2 separate regions of the Mus musculus genome follow, and region 1 is linked to region 2. Evidence: chromatin contacts called from public Hi-C data. All regions are on one chromosome and are shown on one strand. The core of a region is the stretch at or near the end of the contact, and the rest is flanking DNA. Distances in the headings are between cores, read along the strand shown. Region 1 holds the start of Arhgap20 (Rho GTPase activating protein 20). Region 2 has its middle 39 kb from the start of Arhgap20.

The links. Hi-C and Micro-C count contacts between places; a contact is called where the count stands out from the background.
Region 1: a Hi-C map of Sertoli cells shows a contact between it and region 2, with 2.4 times the contacts expected there. The contact joins the promoter of Arhgap20 here to the enhancer-like site in region 2. A contact is called at or near these places in 2 of 484 Hi-C or Micro-C datasets (Sertoli cells and nephron progenitors), 2 of 115 datasets of contacts at active chromatin or transcription factors (the SCID.adh cell line and embryonic fibroblasts) and 2 of 9 other capture datasets (adipose tissue and liver).

The regions. Positions count from the first base shown.
Region 1 is chr9:51,762,876-51,767,935 of GRCm38.p6, reverse strand. It overlaps Arhgap20 (Rho GTPase activating protein 20), which reads right to left and starts at 2,585. Exons shown (of 15, transcript NM_175535.4): 1 at 2,325-2,585. The coding sequence starts at 2,429. It overlaps Gm40520 (a long non-coding RNA gene), which reads left to right and starts at 2,508. Exons shown (of 3, transcript XR_870739.3): 1 at 2,508-3,335.
Region 2 is chr9:51,723,782-51,728,790 of GRCm38.p6, reverse strand. No RefSeq gene overlaps it. Among named protein-coding and RNA genes, the nearest start is that of Arhgap20, 39 kb to the left of the region's middle. Within about 2 kb of position 1,645, at least 31 of the 459 cell types and tissues checked have an H3K27ac peak or open chromatin away from gene starts, as enhancers often do. A contact at or near this core is called in Sertoli cells and embryonic fibroblasts, where this site is marked.

The DNA.
Region 1 (5,060 bases), core at 1,336-3,835, 38 kb before region 2:
GAAGGGGGGGGGAGAAGGGGGAGGGAGAGGGAGAGGGAGAGGGAGAGGGAGAGGGAGAGGGAGAGGGAGAGGGAGAGGGAGAGAGACCTCTAGAAGACCCAAGGTTTGCACAACATGAAAAACAGAAAAACCAACCAACAATTCCTTGGGCAGACATAAAGGGAATAACACCAATGCCTAAAATAGGAATGAATTTGACTTAGTGTATGAAAGTGAAGGCCCAGGAGGCTGAAGAACATACAAAAGTGGGGAGGGTGAAGGAATGGGAGAAGTAGAAGGGACCAAGGAGAAGTGTCTGCGTTTTACTAGGCCTGCAAAATGAATCGCCTTCAGAATTGTAAGCAAAATGAATGTCACCATCAATTCAAATGGAAAAAAAACCCACCCATTCTGGCACTGCTAAATGCAGAACGGGTCACAGAAAGACACGAGGGTGTCGTGGGAGTTTCTGCAAAGGCACAGGTTAGAGATGGGTACTGGGCAGCTCGGACTGCACTGGAAGCTGTGCAGGGTGGAGTGGAGAAGTTCGGGACACTTTGGAAGGGTGGCAGCTGTTGTGGTGGGTTGGCTATTGCTGACTGAAGAAAGGTGTTGAAACCCCATCCTAGATGACAGGCCTGAGTAACCCAGAACACGAGTGTTGTGAATTACAATCACGGGGAAAATGCACACGAAGGGCTAACACAATCGCGCCTATGTGCCATCATCCATTCAATTTTCTCAAAAATCTTGGGGGAGTAGAGATGGATGTGGAAATGTACTAGCTCTTTATGTTTTATAACGAAGGACACCATCCTAGAGATAGTGGCTGTGCCCAGAGAACAGAGCATAGGAAAAAGGACACAGCCTCCCTTCCTTTATGGGACAAGTGCGGCTTGAAAATGATAAAGCTACTCTTTAAGGCTCCCTCCCCTCCCCTCCCCTCCCCTCCGCCCCTTGCTAGCATAATCAGTCGCGGGGCGGGGCCACAGTCTTTAGGAAAACAAATGCTTGATTCTCTCCAATTCCTTAGGTTTACAAAACCAAAACGCTTTAAATCTCTGCCAATTGCCTAATGTTCCTCTACCATCCTAAATTAAGAATGACATCCTGACAATTTCACGTTTTATTTGGAAAAACTGGAACACACACACACACACACACACACACACACACACACACACACACCACATACAGCGCGCGCGCGCGCGCGCACACACACACACACGCACGCGCGCGCGCGCACACACACTCACACACACTGTCTCTGAAGGGTGAAAAAACCCACAAGGGCAAACATCAGCCTCCATACATCAAAGGCTGAGCCGCCACTACTGCCCATCCATCAAGTTCACAGACACCCATAGAGGGCTCTGTGACAGGCCCAAGGTCCTTGGGAGCTCACATACATTTCTATACAGCTATCACCTCTCTTCTTTCACCTCCAGCCAAGCCACCATTCTAGTGGGAAGATTAATGAAAAGCCATAAAATCCGGACATGCAGGGAGCCAGTGTATCCCTGTGAGTCTCTAATTATAGTAATGCAACGTTTTCACATTATTTGTTAGGGAAGAACTAGAATGAGCTCTCATCCCAACTTGTTTCCACAGAAGCTGGAGAAGGCGACACCACTGTAAGGAACAAATATGGCCAAATATCTGAAGGTTTAGTGCTGGAGGAAGGGAAGGGGGCACCCATGGCTACAGCACCCAAATCAATTCCCAGGAGCTCAGAAGCTCGCGGCCCACGTGCACTTGCTCCGGGACCTATTGCAGACTCCTGACCTCTATCGAAATCCTCCCGCTGCACCGTGGACCAGTCAATCACCAGCAAAAGCTACAAGTAGTTACCCGGATCAGTCCTTCGGGTGTCAGGGAACAAGGGCGCCGCCCCCACAGGCAAATGCAAACGTCCCTTCTCAGGGGGTGGTTCTGAGCCAAGCCCCCCATGCCCCGCTGGGACCTCCGGAAACTGCCCGCCCACCGCCAGCCAGCCTAGATCTAGGCCGAGTCAAACCTCCGGATCCCACAGTGTAGCCCACGGCACCCATCTCCGACATCCCCTGGAGGCCTTGGGTGGGCGCATCATCCCTCCCCTCCGGGGCCGCCTACCTTCCTCAGGCTGTCGGGTTAAGACTACCTCGGGAGGCTCGCAGGGAGGCACTCCCCGGGTCAGAGATGGAGAGGCAACGGGCTTCTCCGAGACCGTTTCCACCAGAGAAGACAGCGGGGATCCCGGGAGGTGACCCTCCCACCCCACGCGGGGACCGTTAACCCCTCTCAGCACCAGGCACCCGTGGAAGGCGCGAGCCCATGGAGGGGCCCTCCCGCTCGGGCGTCCTCACCTTCTTGGTGCCAGGGCCTCCCGCGATGCGAGACATGCCTGTCAGCGAGGAGGAGCGCCCCGGCTGCGCCCCTAGAGCATCCTGCTGCGGAGACATCGCTTCCATGAAGAAGATCTGCAAGCTAAGCCCAAGCCGAGGACCGGGTGGCTGCGCGGCGCGGTCCGCTCAGGCCGGACGCCGAGCTGCGGGTGCGGGCGGCGCGCCTCCCGTCGGGGCCATGGACCGCCGCCCGCGCCGCGCTCGTCGCGCTCGCCGCACTCTGCTCAGGCTGCAGCAAGCGCTCCGGGCGGCCGCCCGTCCACGTAGCCCCGCCCCGGCCCGCCCCGCCTCTCCGCGTCCGCCCCGCCTCCTCCGCCCTCCCCGCGCCGCCCGTGCACACTGCCGGGAGCGAGCTCTCAGCGCTTGGCGCTACCGAAGCCACTAACCTTGCGAGGTGCCTCCGCGGGTACGAAGCTTTCGCTGCCGCGCGCCACGCGCCGTGCACCACGCACCACTGCCTCCGGTGCAGCTCCGCGCGCCTGTCCGCTCGCTCCCGCCAGCGTCCCTTCCCGCGCAGCTGCAGCGCGGGAGCCTCAGCGAGCGCGGCTCGCTCGAAGGTGGTGCAGGGGCCGCCAGCCTAGCCTCGCTTTCGCGGACTGCGGAAGGGACCCCACCCCCACCCCCAACCCGGTCCCCGCTCCGCTGAAGAAGGAGTTAGACAAATTTGGAAGCCCTGGTGGCATCGCCGGACTTCGGGGGCAATATCGAACGCTTGCTAGCTAAGCCTGTCAGGGTAACCCAGAGCTGTTGCTTTGCAGTCACAGGGAGCAAGCATGGACAAGCAACCTTGCATGTCTGCACCACCAGCTTCGCAGGCAGCAAGCTGCAGGGACCCTGCATTCTGAAGGAGAAAGCGCAATTAAGAGGAAAATGCAGGCAGAAAGGAGGTTGAAACTTGGCATAGTATCTATGAGAAGGCAACAATATGTGGAAGCGTTGATCTGATATCGCGAGCTCAGAACCTAACTTCCTGTAAGTCCAAATAGTGACCCCTCCCTCTTTTTTGGACTAAATAATAATCAAAGGGCAGTTGGAACAGACCAGGGTTAAGTAGTGTTCGCACTTTGCAGGGCTGGCTGCTGGTGTAAATGATACAGTAGGTGGCATTCTTCCCTTGGAATCAGAACTAGTGTGAAAAAAAAATCACTAAGGATATCACTCCGTGATTGCGAGATGGTTACGGATTCTGCTTATTTTTGTGACAAGGAAAAAAGAAAAGAAAAGAAAAGAAAGGGGGAGAAAAGGAAAGGAAAGAAAAGAAAAAAAGAAAAAGAGGTTTCTTGCAGTTTGGGCGGCTATTGGGGCAGGTTATAAGGAACAGAACTCAGGTGGGCAGTGTTCCAAGCTAGGGGATGCTGTCCAACACACACCCACAAAGACACACCTACACAATCATCCAAACCTAAGATTGTTTGTTGTGGAAATATAAGGCTAATTTTAGTCACATCACACTACATTGTTAAAAGGAAGCTTAATAAATCTCATATATATGTATATACATCTGTGAATCAGGGGTGCTACAGCTGTGGTCCTCGTGCAGAGAAGGGCTTTCACCCACTAATTTATAGGTTGTGCTTAAAGAGGGCTTTGCAGTTCTGTTCATTCACTTGGAACCACCCCCAGGTGCCTTAATCTCTTAATTCTTTGGTGAATGGACACCCTGGCTTTTCTTAATCTGCCTCATTTTTGTTTGTTTGTTTGTTTGTTTGTTTGTTTCAATTCTTTTATCTCCAAATAGTTCACTTAGCCCAAAGAGTCACAGCCATCCAGACATTCTTGTTCTTTGTTGCCACCTGATAGATACTAAGGCAGTGTCTAACATAATAAATGTTTGTTAGTTAAATGAACTGAGAAGACACACAAATGATATAAGAAAGATGCAGAAGAGTCAAGACAGAGCTGGCTGTCATTCAAAGAGCCCCATGGACTATGAAGTATCTCTGTGATGAAATAGCCAGTTTCCCAAATCAAGGTACCCCCTTTTCCCCCAGCAAATGTGGAAAACTTTCACTGTTCATTTTGTCTTTTTATTCCCAAGATGAAATAGCTTGGAACAGCACAGAAAATTGCTCTCTCCACGTTAAGTTTCGAGGCAAGGCTACTCAGGAAATTTGGGTTTGAACAGCCGACAGTAGAGACACATGTCTGTCTGATCACAACACTGCCCTGCTAAACCATTATTTGGTTCCTTGCTGTGGAATAAACCAAAAATGTCATAGTACAGAATGAAAGACAGACCCCCCCCCACACCCCACCCTCACTTCACTTTCTTGCTGACTCTTATGTGTCTTTGCTTCTCACCCTGTTCTCTGTCACCTTGAAATCGTCATACTTTCAGAAGCCCACTAGGACTTTGGACTTGTCCTTCGTGTCTGGGAATTTTCCAGGCTACGTCTCTACCCTCTTTTACTTTACTCCGAAATGTCTAGTATCTGGGGCATAAAAGGTACCTGGTGAATCGTCCTGGAAATCTTCAGGACTGTCAGAAACCGAGAGAAGTCTTCCTAGGTTTATCTCTTCCCCAGCTCCAGGCACCCAGGCTTGAGAGTAGCTCCAGCAATTGCAACAGGAAGCCTTTGCTGAGTGTTTGCTCTATGGGAGACTATGAGTATTTTACAGATATAATTAACTCCCATCTGTATCAGATAGGGTGGGTTCGTTTATTCCCCCACTCCACATAGAAGACAACAGCAGGCC
Region 2 (5,009 bases), core at 396-2,895:
TTTATGTCTAGGGTGTAGTCATATCTGAGTCTCCTGACAAATTGAAGTTACTCACGTACAAGTATAATATAATGTACCAAATGGCATAGATGGGGAATTGGACACAAGGACATGATTTTAAAAGGCACAAAGGAAGACCTGACACCTTTGATCTGGAATATATAAATTTACAGAAAACTTTCAGTAATGAGAAAAGATCTCAGGATCAACAATGCCTGGAAATCAGAAGCAAAATTCCTTCATATTTAGTCAGAGGCATTTATAATGGGGGCCTTTAAGACTGGTTTTATGTGGCTTAATTGTTCTTGATGTGTTTTTATAGAACTCTTGCCACCTTCCAGAATTTTCATGGAAACTTGATGGGAAAAAAACCACCCTGTGAACTTTTTCTTTTCTTATTGCAGTAAGAAAATAAATAAAGATGAAACTGTGTATATATTTGAAGTCCAGATAAGAGTTCCTCCGTGGCTCTCACTAATATAGAAAAATCTATTTAAATTTTTTCACTTCCCCTTTCCTTTCAAAACTGGTCCAGTTAGCCTTGGCTTCCACCCCTCTTTCGACAGTTATAAAACAAAATGGAATGTTTGCAGCGAAAGGACAAGTCTGAGCAGTGACTCAGAGGAAACAAGCATTTATAAAACACGCTTCCCTGAAGTCTCAGTACAAACATGGCCATGGCTCTGTTCCAGGTTGGACAGGGGAACTCACTCACTGGCTCACTGGGGTGGCCCCTTGGCAAACTGGTCTTACAGGGGCCGTACCAGAGACAAGACCTGGGCTGCAAGTGGCCTTGAGACACGAGCATTCCATGGTGATCTTTCATCTCTAAGAGTCAAAACAACAATGGCTGTAATGAAAACAGACAAAGAAAAGGGGGCTCTGCTGGAGGAACATTCTCCAGGCTGAAACTTTTGTAATGGCAAATGCCTTTGCAGCTAACTGTCTTCTTCATAGCACGCCTTTGCCCTAGGATCAAGGTTGCCAGTATCTCTCTAGACTACAATGTATTACAAGGACATTTGGTTTTAGCTCTGGAGTCAGTGGGATTTAGTTTTGAATCCTGATTTGCTACTTTGTATTTTCACTTGACTAGTGTTTAGGAAGGACTGCGTTTTGCAGCAGGCAGGGCTCTTACCAAGTGCCGAGGATAAGCGTGAGCTGGACAGACAGGGTCTCTCTTCTCCTGTGGTCATTTTCTAAATGAAAGGAGAAAAAAATACCCCAAAGTACAACCAGAGAGATGAACTGAGAGTGATGGTGACATTGTTATAGGAACAAATTAGGGCACTGGGCTGGATGACCAGAGAAAACTTTCACAGATGGCAAGGGGGTGCCCTCTATGAAATTCCATTTGAGATCTGAATGACAAGAAAGTCAGCCAGGTAAGACCAGGCCTGGCACAGGCTTGTTCATGAGCAAGAACCAAGTGGGCAAGAACATTGGGGGGTGGGGAAGATCGGGAAGTATAGAGGGTAAGATGGCAGCCATCCTTGAGACGCTGCCCATAGAGAAGCCAGTTTATTTCTACTCTTGAAACTAAGTGTTGTGATCATTAAAATATATAACAATCCTGAGTCCAGACTTTTAGGTTCCTGCCAGCTTCTGTCTTGGTTTCTCTGTAGCCCAGACCAAATGTCCTTGTGATACACTGTAGTCTAGAGAGATAAGGGTCACCTTAGACCTTGGGCAAAGGCTATGCTGTGAAGACAGATACAAATGTATTTGCCATTAAGGGAGTTTCTGGGGTTCCCCCCCCCCCTGTGCATCACAGCTCCTGCATCTAAGGCTCAGAGAACCTCACAGAAGAGAGGGTAGAAAGGTTGTAAGGACCAGAATCCCCAAAAGTATGCTTTGAAATTGTCAATACTACAAATGGCTATATAAATAAGACTATAACAATGGCATTATCCAAAGACATGCTAATGTAGAAAGGAGGTAATGTTACCTAGACAAGAATTTCTATAGGCAACTAATTTCTGCAGTGGCTTCTGGGAGAGGGATAAATAGCCATTCCCAGAAATGAGCCTCCTTATTGGTTGTCTAATACAGAGCGGTCAGTCCTGACACTATATATACACAGATAACAAGAATGGACTCAGAAGGTTTATTATGCATGCGCACATGTACACATACATGTATATAGACACAAATATATATGCATGTAACAATAATAATAATAAAAAAGGTCAACGATTTGAGGGGAGGTGCGTGGGAGGGCTAGAGGGAGGATATATGGGAGGGGCTGAAAGGAAGAAAGGGAAGGGAGAAAGTGATACAATTATATTTTAGCTAAAAAAAGTACAGTCTTTTAAAGGTGACATTCATGATTTATGTCTTATAAGCACTACTTGCAGTCACTGTGATTGTTACAATGCTGCTGTTATTATTTAAAACAAGAGTATTTAATATGAGAACCTCACTTGAGATATAGTTGATTAAATTCAAATTTATGTCACTTGAATTGGCATACCATGCTGCTTGGGTTTTTAATTTCTTTCAGGGTTGAGAGAGAATCTAGGCATTTACACATGCAGGTATGTGCTCTACCACTGTGCTTTGTCTGCAGGTCTCTGTGCTTATTTTGAATCGCAATGCTCTCTAAAGCATAGAGATAGGTGTTATGCTAGCTATACCTTACATGGAAGAGTAAAATGCTCGTTGAATGATTTTCTTCACTAATCTCTAAATCTCTGAGATGATTTTTGACATGACCTTTGCTACTTTAAAGTGTGATTTACAATAATAAATACCAGTTACTATCATAGTAATATAGTACTGGTCTACTTACAAGACAACCAGAGGCTGAGGATGTACCATGTTGACAGAATATTTGCCTGGAATGTACAGGGCTCTGAATTGGAGCTTTGACACCATAAAGTACCAAATATACTTAAAATAGAAATTATCAATAATATCTAAGTTTCACATTCCTTAATTTTTATTCTAATCATTTAGAATTCTCACTCATCCATTCTCATAAAGGCATGTATATGAAACCTTGAATGCATATATAACTTTGTTTACATACCTCCAGTAGTGGCAATAGATAATTATCATGGGGAAGAAGACACCATGAAGACATTGTATGAATTAGTAGTCACTGCTAGCCTTCTTCAGTTAGAACAGTGGAAACCAGCCCCAGAGAAGGATAACAGCAGTCCATTAACTAGAGCTAGCACGGTGCATGTAAAGAGGTCATTCAAGGAAAAAAGGGAAGATCAGGGTTAAATTGAATGAAAATAATTGCAACTTTATCAGAAACCAAAGTTCACTGGAGAGGAAAACACGGGTAATACAAGGTCCTCAAACCTTATCCATATGGTGGGCTTTCTTAGATTATGTATATAGTCACTTCCGTATTTGTGAGTTATCAATGCACAGACATAAACAAATGCAGACTGGAATTTACATCTATACAACAGTATACTTTCCTCCTTGTCAATATTCCCTATACAATACAGTATAATAACTATTTTCACAGTGTATACATGGTACTAGACATGGTAAATGGCTTAGAGGTGGTTTTAAGAATACACAAGGAACACAGGAAGGAAGAACTTGGAGTTCAAGACCAACTTAAGATACATAGTCATGAAAACCAAGTCTGGGAATGAAGCTTAATGGCAGAGGGCTTCCGCAGCATGGCCAAAGTCAAGAGTTAAATCCCAAGCACTGCCAAAATAATGAGATTATATGAGAAGACATGCATACTCTGTATGCAAACCTACAATATCATATGTGAGGAAGACCTTTAGGAAATACAGAGGAAGGAGGTTATTACTATTATTACTAATTATTATTATTAACAGAAGAAAGAAGGTTAAATGGTCTGTTTAAATTAACATGCCTTGTCCTGCAAGCAGCTGCCCAGAGATGATTCTGCATATTAGATTTTACATCAAGCCACGCTTGAAAATATAAACCTATAGGAATACCAAATGTGCACAGAACAATAAGTTAGTAATCAACTTCATTATCCTTATAAATCCTCTGGACTAGGCACTAATGGAGTTCGAGGCAGATGCTCTTTTGACCAATGTGGGAGCAGAATAAGATTGTAAGGCAGAGCATGAACGTCCTTTACAGAACTGAACTGTCACTGCCATTATTTGGACTTCTTGATTAAATCTTCTCCATCCCTGAACAGAATATGATGTTCACATGACAAGCAGGAGCAGGAATCCTAAGAGAACACCATGGTGTTCTCCTGCTGACCACTGGACCATAGATAAGCCTGGCAGCAGCCAGCCTCAAGAAGTGACTACATGAAGGAGTTAGCAAGTGAGCTTCTTTCTCCTTGACTTATTCACTGAATTATTTGGAGCTAAATTTATTGGCAAAATTTTATTGTCTGTCTTGCCCAGGTGCTGAACAGTACTTTTAAACACCACCACCACCACCACCACCACCACCACCACCACCACCACCATCAATTTGGGGCCTTTTAAAGACTATTCTTTCTAGAACCCAAAGTGTGATTTAAATCTTCTTTTTATTGCTAACCATCTCTAGGACAATTCTACGTGTATGTCAAAGCAAGAAGGCAAACATTTGTCAAATGTAATGCAGACAAATTCCCTGCAGCTATTTACCATAAAGAAGACAGAATGATCTTAGTTTGTACTTTTACATACATAAGAACACTTTTTTAAACCCCTAGGCCAGACAACTTCCCTAGAATAATATTAAATAATTGCTTGACATCTCTTTCCTCACCAAAAAATACGAATATACACACTTTCATGAATGGGTTTTATATTCTTTTATACAAAGTTAAACCATAAAATAAATGTTAGTGTTTATAATATAAATGGCTCTTCACGACCACAGATCTTCTGAAAAAAGTATACCCTGAGATTTAAATCAGAGGTAATAAAAATAACATTATACAAATATTGCCATTGGCAGTGTATTTCCCCTGCTGTCTCACAGAGCCAGAAGGTAAAAGAGCACTAGATGTGACTGATAATTTACATAGAATATCATGGAATATTTTTTCTAAAAAT